4 separate regions of the Mus musculus genome follow, and regions 2, 3 and 4 are each linked to region 1. A link is a contact called in public HiCAR-type, HiChIP or PLAC-seq and promoter capture Hi-C data. All regions are on one chromosome and are shown on one strand. Each heading gives the region's core, a stretch centred on a gene start, on an enhancer-like site or on the middle of the called end of the contact. The rest is flanking DNA. Distances are from core to core; before and after follow the strand shown. Region 1 holds the start of Hmgxb4 (HMG box domain containing 4). Region 2 holds the start of Sin3b (transcriptional regulator, SIN3B (yeast)). Region 3 overlaps Large1 (LARGE xylosyl- and glucuronyltransferase 1). Region 4 overlaps Nwd1 (NACHT and WD repeat domain containing 1).

Region 1 (2,759 bases), core at 249-2,748:
TCTCCAGGAAATCTGGTGTATTCCTTTGGCTTCTATGAGCATGTGCACACACACCAACAGTTAAAGAAATAGAGGCCATGAATTTGAGAGAAATAAATGGAAAGGGTTGAAAAGAGGGAACATGATCTAATTATATTTATATATAAGAATTAATAGTAGTGCATGATTTTAATCTCAGTGTTCAGGAGGCAGAAGCAGGAGGATTTCTGTGAATTTCAGGCAAGCCTTGTCTACATAATGAGTTCCAGGACAGCCAGGGCTGCTTCCTCCACCCATCCCTCCCGCCAAAACTGCCTACCTCCTGTGACTTTGACAAAGCAAAACAGAAGAGAAATTCCTCCCTAGAGCAGATGAAGGCTGGGTCTTTTCAGTGAGGAGGGCACCAGCTTCTGGTTGCCCTGATGGAGTGAGCACTGTTCACACAGAAGGCTATTATATACTTACACTATGCTACAAAAACAGAGTCTTTATATTAAACCAGGCTCTGGAAATTGTAAATGCTATTGATTTATTGAGTTCTCCTCAATAAATCAGAAGAAACTGTTTTCTCCTGTTTCTTAGAGAAAGAGTAACTTATTTATTTCCATTTTGTGTGTTTTTAGGGGACATTCCTGTGGCAGTCAAACTTGCATGAATCAGTTCTCTCTTTCCACCATGTAAATTTCCGGTGTCAAACACATACCCAGAGATTTGGTGTAAAATATTTTAACCCACTGAACCAATTCACCAGTCCTCTTAACACTTAAACAAAAATTGGTGTGAGCGGTGTAATAATTTGGTGAGAAAACAGCTTGTCTTACAAGTGTATGGTCTTCCACTTCACCTGGGCTACTCTCCAGATGTAAATGCTAAATTACAAATAAATACGGCTATTAACCCTTATCGCTCTGAGTCCGGCAAAGAACAGATTGTCTTGAAATAAACAGCATAACATTCTGTCTTAAATACAAAAGATTTAGGGGTAAAAGGAGAACAAGAAGGGCTACTATTAGGTGACCAGAAAGGACCGAGATTGCGGAGAAGGACCCATGAGTTCCTAAAAGAGAATACAAAGCTAATTGTCTAATTTTAAGTCTGTCATGAAATTTTCGAGGTTTGTATAAGCACGTGGTAGATAAGTACATAAAATTGTAACTGACAGTGAACGTATAAAATCCAAAGCCAAGCTCCATTGCTTCAGAACGACTGTTCTAATTGCATAGAAGTTTACGGAGCTGTAAAGACTTTGGGTTGGGGCAGGTGTTTGGCTACATTAATCTAATTGCCTGATATTTTTTATTCGCAATTTCTTTACAGAAAGATATTTTTATTGAAGAATAAACAGGAGACTTTTGAAATTATTTGTTTAGACCGAGAAGAGATTTCTAGACTAAACCTGCAACGGAGGAGTGTATTCTCAAACGGTACCGCGACCGCGCTCAACAAGCAGGTTTATTCGATGCGCTCGACGCTCTTTCGCCGGCGCGGTAGCCCCGCTGCAGTAGGAGTCTGCGCTCTGGGCTCGACTGAGGCGCCCTTGTTGCTCGCGCTTTTCTCTCCTTCTCCAAGATGGCGGCCGTCGGCGGCGCTGAGGCGGGATCCGAGCGAGCCGAGTGAAGGTAGCGGCGAGCGGAGCCCCCACCAGACCCGTCCGGACCCCCACCCCGGGGCGGCAACGGCCCCGCCCGGCCTCCGCCCACCGCTCCGGCCCCCCGACACCGTCCGGGAGGCGCTTCAGGCCCGCCGCGGCCTAGCTCGGGGGCCAAGCCGGGAACTGGAGTAGCGGCTGCAGCCGCCCCGGGGAAGGGGCTCGAGCGGGCCGCAGGAGGAAGGCGGCGGGAGCTGTTCAAACGGGGAAGGCGGGAAAGCTGCGGGGCCGGGAGGGGGCGTGCGGCCGCCCCAGGGACCCGCGGCCCGCGCCGCCCCTCCCCCTGCGCCGCTGTCTGGGCGCTCCGGGGCGCCGGAGGCCGACGGGACGTGGGAACACGGGTCGGGCGGAGCGCGGCATGGGAGCCGGGGCGCGGGCTACCTGGGGCTGTCAGGAAGAGAGGTCCCGGGCCGGCGGGCGGGAGGGCTGGGCGCGCGGTGAGCGGCGAGCGGGAGAGGATGCCCGGAGCTTCCTGCGCTGCGCAGAGCTTTGTTGAACTAGCGGTTGCAGCAGACCTGCCGAGGTTATCACAGCGGGGACCCCGGGAACGGTGGTCTTGGGGACTGTATGGATAAACGATCTCGTATTGTGTGTGTTCTTTGCGTGCGACTCAGTTTGAACATGCCTTCTTAATTGGAGTCATCTCCATACAGGCCCATTTCCCCCTCCACAACCACTACTTGTAGGTTCACTTTAGTTTATATCATATAGCAGACAAGATATGTCTACCACCCACCCACCCCACCCTTGTTTCCAGTACTGGCTGATTCTATACCCTCGTAGCAAAATACATTTTTAAAAACTGCATCCAAAGTAAAGCCTGTTGATTATGGCTTGTCAAAATTTGGATCGCTGAACTCGTGGAACCGAGTATGTTATCAGCCAATCTGTGCAGTGGTCGTGGTTCCAGTTAGCATTGCAGTGAGAAGATTCAGTGCGCCTTTCTGGCTATGGAGATCTCTGCAAGTTGCGAAGCTGGCAGGGGCTGGAGTGCTGCATAGGTGGGTCCTTGGAAAAGGGTGTGGCAAGAACTCCAACAGATCCAAGAAGGAAGGAAACCCACTGAAGTAAGAATTCACCTGTGCTATCCTAGAAGTAGCAACAAAATATCAGAATCTGCCAACAGCTGGAT
Region 2 (2,831 bases), core at 67-2,566, 2.3 Mb before region 1:
TGAGCCACTATGTAGGTGTTTGGAACGGAGGATAGGTCAGCCTGGAAGCAGAGGTCCCATGATCCAGGTTTGCACACATTTGTGAACGGAATCAAGGAATGTCACTCTGAGAGGAGTTAATGGGTAAAGAGCTTGCTCTAAGCAAGCAGGAGGATCCAGACTAGGGGCTGTGACCCCAGCACTACTGTGGAGACAGGTGGACCCATGGCCACTGTATCAAGTGAAGACAATGAGCTACAGGTTCAGTAAGAGATGCTGCCCCCAAAACACAAGGGCTGGGTGATAAAAGATTGTGCCCATCTCTGGTCTCTGTACACACACACACACACACACACACACACACACACACACAGGAGTGAGTTTACCTACACATATGTACACACACGTGCACACACACACATACACACCCAGTGCAAGAATTCAGTCCACATGGCTCTTGAATGGATGCTGCTCACCTACAGCCCATTGCTGTATCAACCTCACAGAATAGACATTCAGAAACTTGTTCCAGAAAGCACCAGAGCCTTGCAAATATCACTATTGAGGTCTTGGGTCAACACAGACATCTAAGCTTGTTTTCCCTCTCTCTCTTTTTGAGACAAGGTCAACACCTAACTGTCATTTTTTTTTTTAAAGATGCAGTCTTTTTTCTTTTTTTTTTTTTAAGTTTTATTTATTTAATGTATTTGAGTACACTACAGTGAAGGTTGTGAGCCTTCATGTGACTGCTGGGAATTGAATTTTAGGACCTCTGCTCGCTCCTGCCAACCCTGCTCGCTCCTGCCCAAAGACTTACTTATGATTATAAATAAGTAAACTGTAGCTGTCTTCAGATGCACCAGAAGAAGGCGTCAGATCTCATTACGAGTGGTTGTGAGCCACCATGTATTTGCTGGGATTTGAACTAAGGACCTTCGGAAGAGCAGTCGGTGCTCTTACCGTTGAGCGTTGAGCCATCTCTCCAGCCCCTAGAGATGCAGTCTTAACTATGTACCCCAGTTTAGGTTAGACCTCTCAGTGGTCTCCTCTCAGACTCCCCGGTACTGAGATCACAAGCGAGCCTGCACACTGAAATGTGAAGTTTATAGAATTAATGCGTTTTGAAATATTCTTCAACTTTGCTTTACTTTCTTTCCCTCCAACAAAACAAATCAAAAAACACTTTAGGCCTTCCAGGTGGCCACAGACCCCCAGGGCACATAAGTTGAGAAAGACCTCCCGCCCCGTCCAGCAAGGCCCTTATGTGGACACTCCCCTATTTGACGCCACGAGTCTCCACCCCCTAGGAGGCGGGGCCCGCGCAAGCGCGACCAGGGCTCAGGCGGAGGCGGGGCAGAAGCGGCTCTGACTTCCAACATGGCGCATGCAGGCAGCGGAGGCTCCGCGGGCCGGGGATTCGGTGGCTCCCGCTGGGGTCGTTCGGGCTCCGGAGGGCACGAGAAGCTGCCGGTGCACGTGAGTGATGTCCTTAGCCTCTTCCTGGGGACTCGGACCCCCGCGGGGATGGCGCCCCGCCGTGCGGCCCCGCCTTGGCCTCCTCTCTGCGCAGCCGGGCCCGGGGACCCCACACCCCTTCCGCGGAATCCTTCGGTCTTCGCGGCAGCCCCTCGGTTTCCCCCTAACAATTCATTTCCGCCGCTCCTCGGACTTCTCAGAGATACAGAGGTCTTTCTCGACATCTCTCAGTCATTCCTGCGATCCCTGTCATCCCCGGGACCCTTCGGTGCACCCCGAAAACCTTCGATCCTCCTAGTTGGCCCGTAGTTTCCCTTTTACGCCCCTCGGTCTTCCAAGGGATTTCGCGTCCTCCTCGAGACCCTTCGGTCGTCCCCGCCGGTCCTCGGTCCAACCCGGAACTCCTCGAGGCCCCTCGGGACTACCCGCAGGCTCTCGGGACTACCCGCAGGCTCTTGGTCCTACCCGCAGGCTCTCGGTCCTTCTAGTCGGACGTCGGCCCTCCCAGTAACACCGCAGTTATCCTCGCGGCCCTCTGCTGCCCCGTGCCACCCCTCTTCTATCCCTGGCCTTCCAGCCATCAGTCACTGCATCGCGCGACCCTGGCCCACCTCTGGCCTTCTTGTTCCCCACAGGTGGAGGACGCTCTCACCTACCTCGACCAGGTGAAGATCCGCTTTGGCAGTGACCCTGCCACCTACAACGGCTTCCTGGAGATCATGAAGGAGTTCAAAAGCCAGAGGTAATCTGCAGGGCCTTGTACACCCAGGAGCTGGGGGCTGAGCCCTCTAACCCCCAAACCAACTACACTGTGTCTCCTCAGCTGTTAATCATGCACAGGATTGGAGGGCCCTGGGAATCTCTTCTAAAACAGTCGCAAGATGAGGTGGTTCTGAGGAACTGATGGGATTCCTGGAAGGGGTGAAGGAATTGGGGAATCGAGGCCTGAACAGGGAGTGTTGGGTGTAGTCTTTATTTAAAATGTTGATTTGGGGGTGGGTAAGATGTCCCAGAGGGTAGCAGTGCCAGCCACCAAGCCTGACCACCCGAGTTTCAGCCCTAGAGAGATGAGAATTAACTCCTACAAGTTGTTGACCTGCCCTTGAGATCTGTGGTACATGCCCAAATACAGAAAATAAATGGGGTACAGATTTTGATTGTTTGGGGAAGCATTTTTTGTTAATACTGCAGGAAAATATTACTTATGATCTCTTAGCTCTTGTCCCTACGATGCTTTTCAATAGCACTTACTAATCTGGAACCAGTGTGGTATGAACAGGAACTGTTTTGTAGACACAGAGCAGTTAGGCGTATTGGGTTGTTTCTGAGTTAATGTCCGTGTCTTCTAGAATCTTCTGGGAGGTGTGGCTTGGTTT
Region 3 (2,933 bases), core at 252-2,751, 2.0 Mb before region 1:
ACTTTAGATGAATACTAGTTATTGTTTATACGTAAAGGAGAATAGTAAGGGTTGTTCTCTTTTAAAAATAAAACTGACTATAAAACAGACTCATGTGGTTTTAAGGGCTATTGGGATGATAGATATCTAAGTTATTCCCCTGCTTATGACAATGGTAGCACTTGGTAGCCGGGTGGAATTTGAAGGTCAGAGTGGACCATGAAGTCCAGGGCTTACTGTTTTGAATGTAGCTGCCAATTTGAGAAAGGTATTAGTAATGGGCTAATTGTTAGAATATGTTGAAAATATGCATCCTCTTTGAAAAAGGTTTACCATATAACCTACATTTATTTATTTACATATACTGATTGGTGAGGAAATAGATAATGTAACTGAGAAGATATAGCCTAAACAACCATTTCTTCTTTTTCCAGATGTGAAAGAGAAGCCTATTTCTCCTGGAGAAATAGAAATCACCTGCAACCAAAAAAGAGTTTATAAACCATATGTATAATACACGTGTAAGAGGTAAAAAAAGCAAGTCTGATTAGACATTTCTCTCTTACACTCAGGAGTCGCATGGTAGAATAGGATCTGTTCACACTGGATACTATCGAGTCTAGCTTGCAGTTTTGTTAACTAAGTGATATATCCTATAAAACACAATTTGCCTTGGAATAATTTTAGAAAGCAGGAGAATGAACAAAGCACTTCTTTCATCTCAAGCTTCCAAAAGCCCTTATGTTTCCTGTCCAATGCTTTAAGGGCCATTATGAGGACAATGGCAGCAAGGGAGAGGCCTTGCCTCTTACAGGAGATCATTTGCTATAAGAATCCTAGCACGTTTGTCAAAGAAAAAGAAAAACAGGGTTCAGAGTTTCTTGGTTTCCAAGGCAGGCGAGGGCTCACTGTGTGCCCACTCGCCTGATTCAAACCAGAGATTCCTTCTTGTAACCGACGATTTCTTGCTAGCTACTTAACATCTTTGAGTTTCTGTATTATCACTGAGAAAAATGAGGAAAGGGTTGGCTAGATGGCTCAGTGCACAAAAGTGCTTGTTGCACAAATGAGACCAAGAGTCAATGTAAAAGTTGAGCACTGTAGTGTAAACCTGTAATTCAAGATGAAGGGTGAAAACAGACACCTGAGGTTATCCTCTGATATGTACTTGCCATCACATTAAACACACACACACACACACACACACACACACACACACACACACACACTTTAGAAAACGAGAATGATCAAATAAGTGCCTTTACTTATTTAACTGTTAGATTTAAAAAGCAATATACATGATAACATTTATCTAATAAGTGGTGCGCTGCATGTTAATAGGATGAGGTATTATTAATTTACTCCTGGTTCACATGGAAGTCAAGTATGGCTTAATAAAAATTCATAGCTAAAGGTGAAAAGAATTGTGTGGTGGTTTGAATAGGAACGGTTCCCATAGACTCATATATTTCAATGGTTGGCATTATTTAGAGGTGTGTCATTGTTTGGGTGAGTGTGTCTTTGTTAGAGGAAGCATGCCATTGAGATGTAGACTTTGAGGTTTCAAATGCTCCAGCCAGATCCATTGTCTCTTGTTGTGGATAGCCCTGGGGCTAATTATATTTGATGTTAATTCAGTTCTCCAGTGAGTGGTTGTGAACAAGGAGTGAGTCAGCACTCCGGTGATTTCCTGTAAACCTGCTTCCCACCTTAATTTGTAAAATAGAGAGCTGCTGATTGGGCAGATAAAAGGGCAGTGGAAGAGAAGGTGTAAGAGAGAAGAGGGTGGGGATGCAGAGGAGGAGGAGGAAGAAGAAAAAGGAGAAGGAAGAAGAGGAGGAGGAGGAGGAGGAGGAGGAGGAGGAGGAGGAGGAGGAGAAGGAGAAGGAGAAGGAGAAGGAGAAGGAGAAGGAGGAGAAGGAGAAGGAGAAGGAGAAGGAGAAGGAGGAGAAGAAGAAGAAGAAGAAGAAGAAGAAGAAGAAGAAGAAGAAGAAGAAGAAGAAGAAGAAGAAGAAGAAGAAGAGGAGAAGGAGGAGGAGGAGGAAGAGGAAGAGAAGAAGAAAGAAGAAGAGCTGAGTAGAAGTGCATGGCCTGGAGAAACCTCAAGTTCTAAGGGGTCTCATAGATGTGGAAGATGGTAGTGTAGCGGTAGATCTGCCCAATCTAGGTGCACAACATATAATCATATTAACTTTGTTGTGTTTTCATTTGCTGGGGCTTATTTGGGAGGAGATTTACCACAGCAGTGCAATAGTCTCTCTCTTCCTTCTGCTTGCCAATCTGAATGTGGAACTCTTGGCTATCTCTCCGGCACCATGTCTAACTGTGTGCTGGTATACTTACCACCATAATGATAATGGAATAAACCTCTGAATGTAAGCAAGCTACAAATGAAATGCTTTCCTTTATAAGAGTTGTCATCACCATGGTGTCTCTTCTTAGCAGCAGAACACTGACTAGGACAAATTGTGACCTCCCTAGATCTAGATCTGTTGGAAGTCCAGGTATAAGCATGGGGACAAACCCAAACTCTCATTACTGGAACAAGGGAGAGATTTCTGGAAGCTTTCTGGGTTGAGGAGATACCTCCTGGCCCAGTCCAGAATCCTTTCTAGATGGATCTAGAATACAAAGAGGAGCTCAGACTGTGGGGAGGCTGTGACACTTCAAAGCAGTTTCAGTACTATTTGAGAGGCTTTGTATTGGGAATGATACATTAAAGGGCGTGATTCAGAAGGTCAGTGGATTAGAGCTACTCTCTGAGTCAGGGACAAAGCTAATGAGGCTTTTCTTGTCACCATCTGTAAAAGTTTATTGCTGATACTTCAAAAGCAGAGAACAGGAGAGGGCTGGTGAGAGGTGGTGTTCTTCGGACAGGGAAAGAACAGAAGTTGCTGAGAGAGATAGGGCTTCCCTACCTGCTGAGAAGGAGCCACATCCTTGAGACATTCATC
Region 4 (3,062 bases), core at 85-2,584, 2.3 Mb before region 1:
TACATGTGAGCATGCACATACATGAGTATATGAATATGAACACATGAGGATGTACACATACAGGCATGTGAATGCACACTTGAACATGCACACACACAAGGCACATACAAGCATGCACACACACAAACATGCATACATGCATACATGGAGCATGCATATGAGAGTGCACATATGAATACAACACATACAGAATAATTACTGTAGGTAGATGGGGTGATGCACCTGCTTTTCCAGAACTCAGGAATCTGAGGCTGGAAAACTACTGCAAGTTCAATGCTAGCCTGGATTACATAGCCTGAGCTATGGTGTGAGACCCTACTTGAACAAACCACACACATATGCACACACATGTGTACACACAAAGGAGAAAGGCAAATGTTCTATGAAGATTCTCCTTCCTTCCTTCAAGACAGAGTCTCAGTGTGTAACTCAAACTGGCCTCAAAGCCACAATACTCCTGCCTCAGTCTTGTGGTAACAGGTGTGCCGCAGTCTAACCTCTATTGGGTCTCCTATCTGTGGGGAACGAATTTCTGGTTGCAGGTGGGCAAGGAGTTGGTGAGAATGGGGTGACAAACAGACACGACACAAGGGAGTGTGTTGAATCTGAATGCATTGTCCAAACGAACACCAGACTTTTTTATACAGAAGAAAAACAAAAAAAGCCAGGTGAACACATCCACCAAGTTACATTGACACAAAACAAATAAGAATGCATACATAAAAAGTTGGCGGGGACCAGGCCACATTTACCACTTAAAATGGAGCCAGGTGAATGCTCTGATGCAATGCTAGTCTATTGTTAAACTCACCACCAGGGGTTCTTTAGTAAATACCTGATTACGCTATTCCTCTGGACCTAGTGAAGAAACCTGTACCAGGGGAATTCCCTTCCACTAACTCTTTCATGTGACAATCCACCTATTTGCTAGGCCATTGTGTATTCCTGTGTTTGGGTGTGACTCAGCTATTGTCCTAAGTAATTACTATGCAGACTAGCCCTGAGCTTTCCTAGTTCTGTACTTTGTAATGCCTAATTAGTATCACAGTCTCTACTAGAAGTGAATTTAAGTGTTACTGAATAGGTAACATTCTTAGTGAATTCCAAGCTCAGGGTCGGCTTCAAGGATTTTCTAGGAACCATTGGAACACTGGTGGAGGCTTAGCTATGTCAAAATCAAACCTTAAAGGCACTTATAAGAAAACAATTCTGAAAGAGAGCACATGGATCCAAACACCAGACTAACGTGGGGACAGGCTTTGAATAAACAGGCTATGGGAATGCCAAGGTTCCAGGAGGCTGTTTCTGTGAAATTCTTTGCCTCAGGACTGCTTTCAGGCTTTAGGCCGGTAGGTAAAGCAGAGTGCACTGGAGTGGTCGAAGCACAGGTGTGAGCCATCATGTGCAGCTTTATGACAACTACCCCTTCTGGGCTTGAGGAGCTCTCCTGTTTGTCAGTTCGTGTTCCGGATGGTATCTTGTTTCATGTGCTATTTCTTATCTACTTAAGTGCATTTATTTTTTATTCTGTGGGAGTATGTGTGTACCCCAGTACACATGTGGAGATCAGAGGTTTCATTTCTCTCTTATCTTGTGGCCCTGGTGAATGGCAATCACCTTTGTCTGTGAAGCCATTTTGTCTGCCCCAAGATTTTATTTAAAAGTAAATTTGGAGTGGGGAGTGGAGATTGGTGCTGGAGTCCCAGGCTAGAACCCCAACATTGGCAGTTCCCAGAGACATCCTAGCCTCTCACCTGACTCAACAGGTGACAAGATGCATGGAGGAAGATCAGGTGTTCAAGGTCTGCCTCAGATACATAAGACACACTGACAAAAGAGAAAGTAAGGAGAGAGGGATGGAGGGGTGGAGGGAGGGAGGGAGGAAAAGGAAAATTAAACGAATGGGGAAAAGGTAGGTCCTGTGCCATGGCTCAGTTAATAAAAGTGTTCTTTGTACAAGCATGAGGACCTGAGTTCAAATCCCTAGCCCCACTTAAGAGCTCAGTTCACCAGCATGCACCTGCAAACCCAGGGGTACAGTCAGGCAGATCCCAGTCTAGCTGAATATGTGAGACAGGCTCAACGAGAGGCTTGATCTCAAAAAGTACATGGCTCATTACATAAAGGTTCTTGTGGCAAGCCTGAGGACCTGAGTTCAGTCCTGGGACCTAAGTGCTGGGAATAGAGAAGTGATTCCCACAGGTCCTCCATTGACTGCCACACAGGCACACAAACTAAGAACAAAAACAAAAACAAAATGTAATGTAAAGAATTAAACTGTCAAACAATTCAAAGATAAATTGGTAATCTTAGAGTTTGGTAAACCTCTGGGTGTGTTCTATGTGTATTTCAAATAGGTGTCAGTATGTCAGCTAGGTGTGTCCTGTGGATATCTTTGTCCCCCATATTTGTCTGATGTGTGTGTATGTGTGTGTGGTGTGTATATATGCATGTGTGTGTATGTATGTATGTATGTATGTATGTATGTAGTGTGTCTGGTGTATGTATTGTTTGTGTGTAGTGTATGTGTGTAGTGTGTGCCTGGTATGTATATGGTGTGTGTATGGTATGTGTGTCTGATGGGTATGTCTTGTGTATGTGTTTGTATATATCTGATATGTGTTTGTCTATGTGTGTGTGATATGTTTAGTGTATGTTATATGATGGGTGTGTCTGGTGTATGTGTGTGATGTGTTTGATGTGTATGCCTGGTGTGTGTGTTTGATGGGTGTGTGTGTGGTCTTGCAGCGCAGCGGTCATGGGGGAATAAAGGGAGTGGGAGAAAACCCGTGTTCCACCAGAGTTCTGGTGCTCTGGGCGGGTGGACGCAGAGGACGGCCACAAGCTTTCCATGCGACCCCGGGTGGGGGTCTGGCTGTGGGAAGCTATGGACCCAGCTTGCAGGGGTGGGGTGTTGGGGGGGTGGACAAGGGGCAGTCCTAGGTCTCTGGGCCTCACGGAGGCCAGAGATAACAGGTTCTCAGTCTCAGGCATCCCAGACACCACTGTACACTGCAGAAGAGCTGAGAACAAAATAGAGGCCCCCCAGGATGTCTTGGTCA

The links. Promoter capture Hi-C pulls out the DNA fragments that hold promoters and counts their contacts. HiCAR-type assays count read pairs that join an accessible place to other places. HiChIP or PLAC-seq counts read pairs in DNA pulled down with a chosen protein or histone mark.
Region 2: a HiCAR-type map of astrocytes shows a contact between it and region 1, with 11 times the contacts expected there. The contact joins the promoter of Sin3b here to the promoter of Hmgxb4 in region 1. A contact is called at or near these places in 12 of 39 promoter capture datasets (the 3T3-L1 cell line, the C10 cell line, the HPC-7 cell line and 9 more), 1 of 484 Hi-C or Micro-C datasets (B cells), 17 of 115 datasets of contacts at active chromatin or transcription factors (astrocytes, craniofacial prominence, differentiating embryonic stem cells and 12 more) and 4 of 9 other capture datasets (adipose tissue, embryonic stem cells, liver and 1 more).
Region 3: a promoter capture Hi-C map of embryonic stem cells shows a contact between it and region 1, with 8 times the contacts expected there. The contact joins the enhancer-like site here to the promoter of Hmgxb4 in region 1. A contact is called at or near these places in 12 of 39 promoter capture datasets (the 3T3-L1 cell line, the C10 cell line, the HPC-7 cell line and 7 more), 1 of 484 Hi-C or Micro-C datasets (cortical neurons) and 8 of 115 datasets of contacts at active chromatin or transcription factors (astrocytes, embryonic forebrain, embryonic stem cells and 3 more).
Region 4: a contact with region 1 is called in an H3K27ac HiChIP or PLAC-seq map of embryonic stem cells, with 21 times the contacts expected there. The contact joins the enhancer-like site here to the promoter of Hmgxb4 in region 1. A contact is called at or near these places in 10 of 39 promoter capture datasets (the 3T3-L1 cell line, HPC-7-derived erythroid cells, cranial neural crest and 5 more), 3 of 484 Hi-C or Micro-C datasets (cerebral cortex, cortical neurons and myocytes), 9 of 115 datasets of contacts at active chromatin or transcription factors (astrocytes, embryonic forebrain, embryonic stem cells and 2 more) and 1 of 9 other capture datasets (embryonic stem cells).

The regions. Positions count from the first base shown.
Region 1 is chr8:74,992,152-74,994,910 of GRCm38.p6, forward strand. It overlaps Hmgxb4 (HMG box domain containing 4), which reads left to right and starts at 1,499. Exons shown (of 11, transcript NM_178017.2): 1 at 1,499-1,598.
Region 2 is chr8:72,721,954-72,724,784 of GRCm38.p6, forward strand. It overlaps Sin3b (transcriptional regulator, SIN3B (yeast)), which reads left to right and starts at 1,317. Exons shown (of 19, transcript NM_009188.4): 1 at 1,317-1,455; 2 at 2,091-2,197. The coding sequence starts at 1,357.
Region 3 is chr8:72,989,085-72,992,017 of GRCm38.p6, forward strand. All of the region lies in intron 6 of Large1 (LARGE xylosyl- and glucuronyltransferase 1), which reads right to left. Among named protein-coding and RNA genes, the nearest start is that of Mir28b, 26 kb to the right of the region's middle. Within about 2 kb of position 1,502, at least 17 of the 459 cell types and tissues checked have an H3K27ac peak or open chromatin away from gene starts, as enhancers often do. A contact at or near this core is called in embryonic stem cells, where this site is marked.
Region 4 is chr8:72,676,152-72,679,213 of GRCm38.p6, forward strand. The region is part of intron 9 of Nwd1 (NACHT and WD repeat domain containing 1); the gene reads left to right. Among named protein-coding and RNA genes, the nearest start is that of Nwd1, 31 kb to the left of the region's middle. Within about 2 kb of position 1,335, at least 19 of the 459 cell types and tissues checked have an H3K27ac peak or open chromatin away from gene starts, as enhancers often do. A contact at or near this core is called in embryonic stem cells, where this site is marked.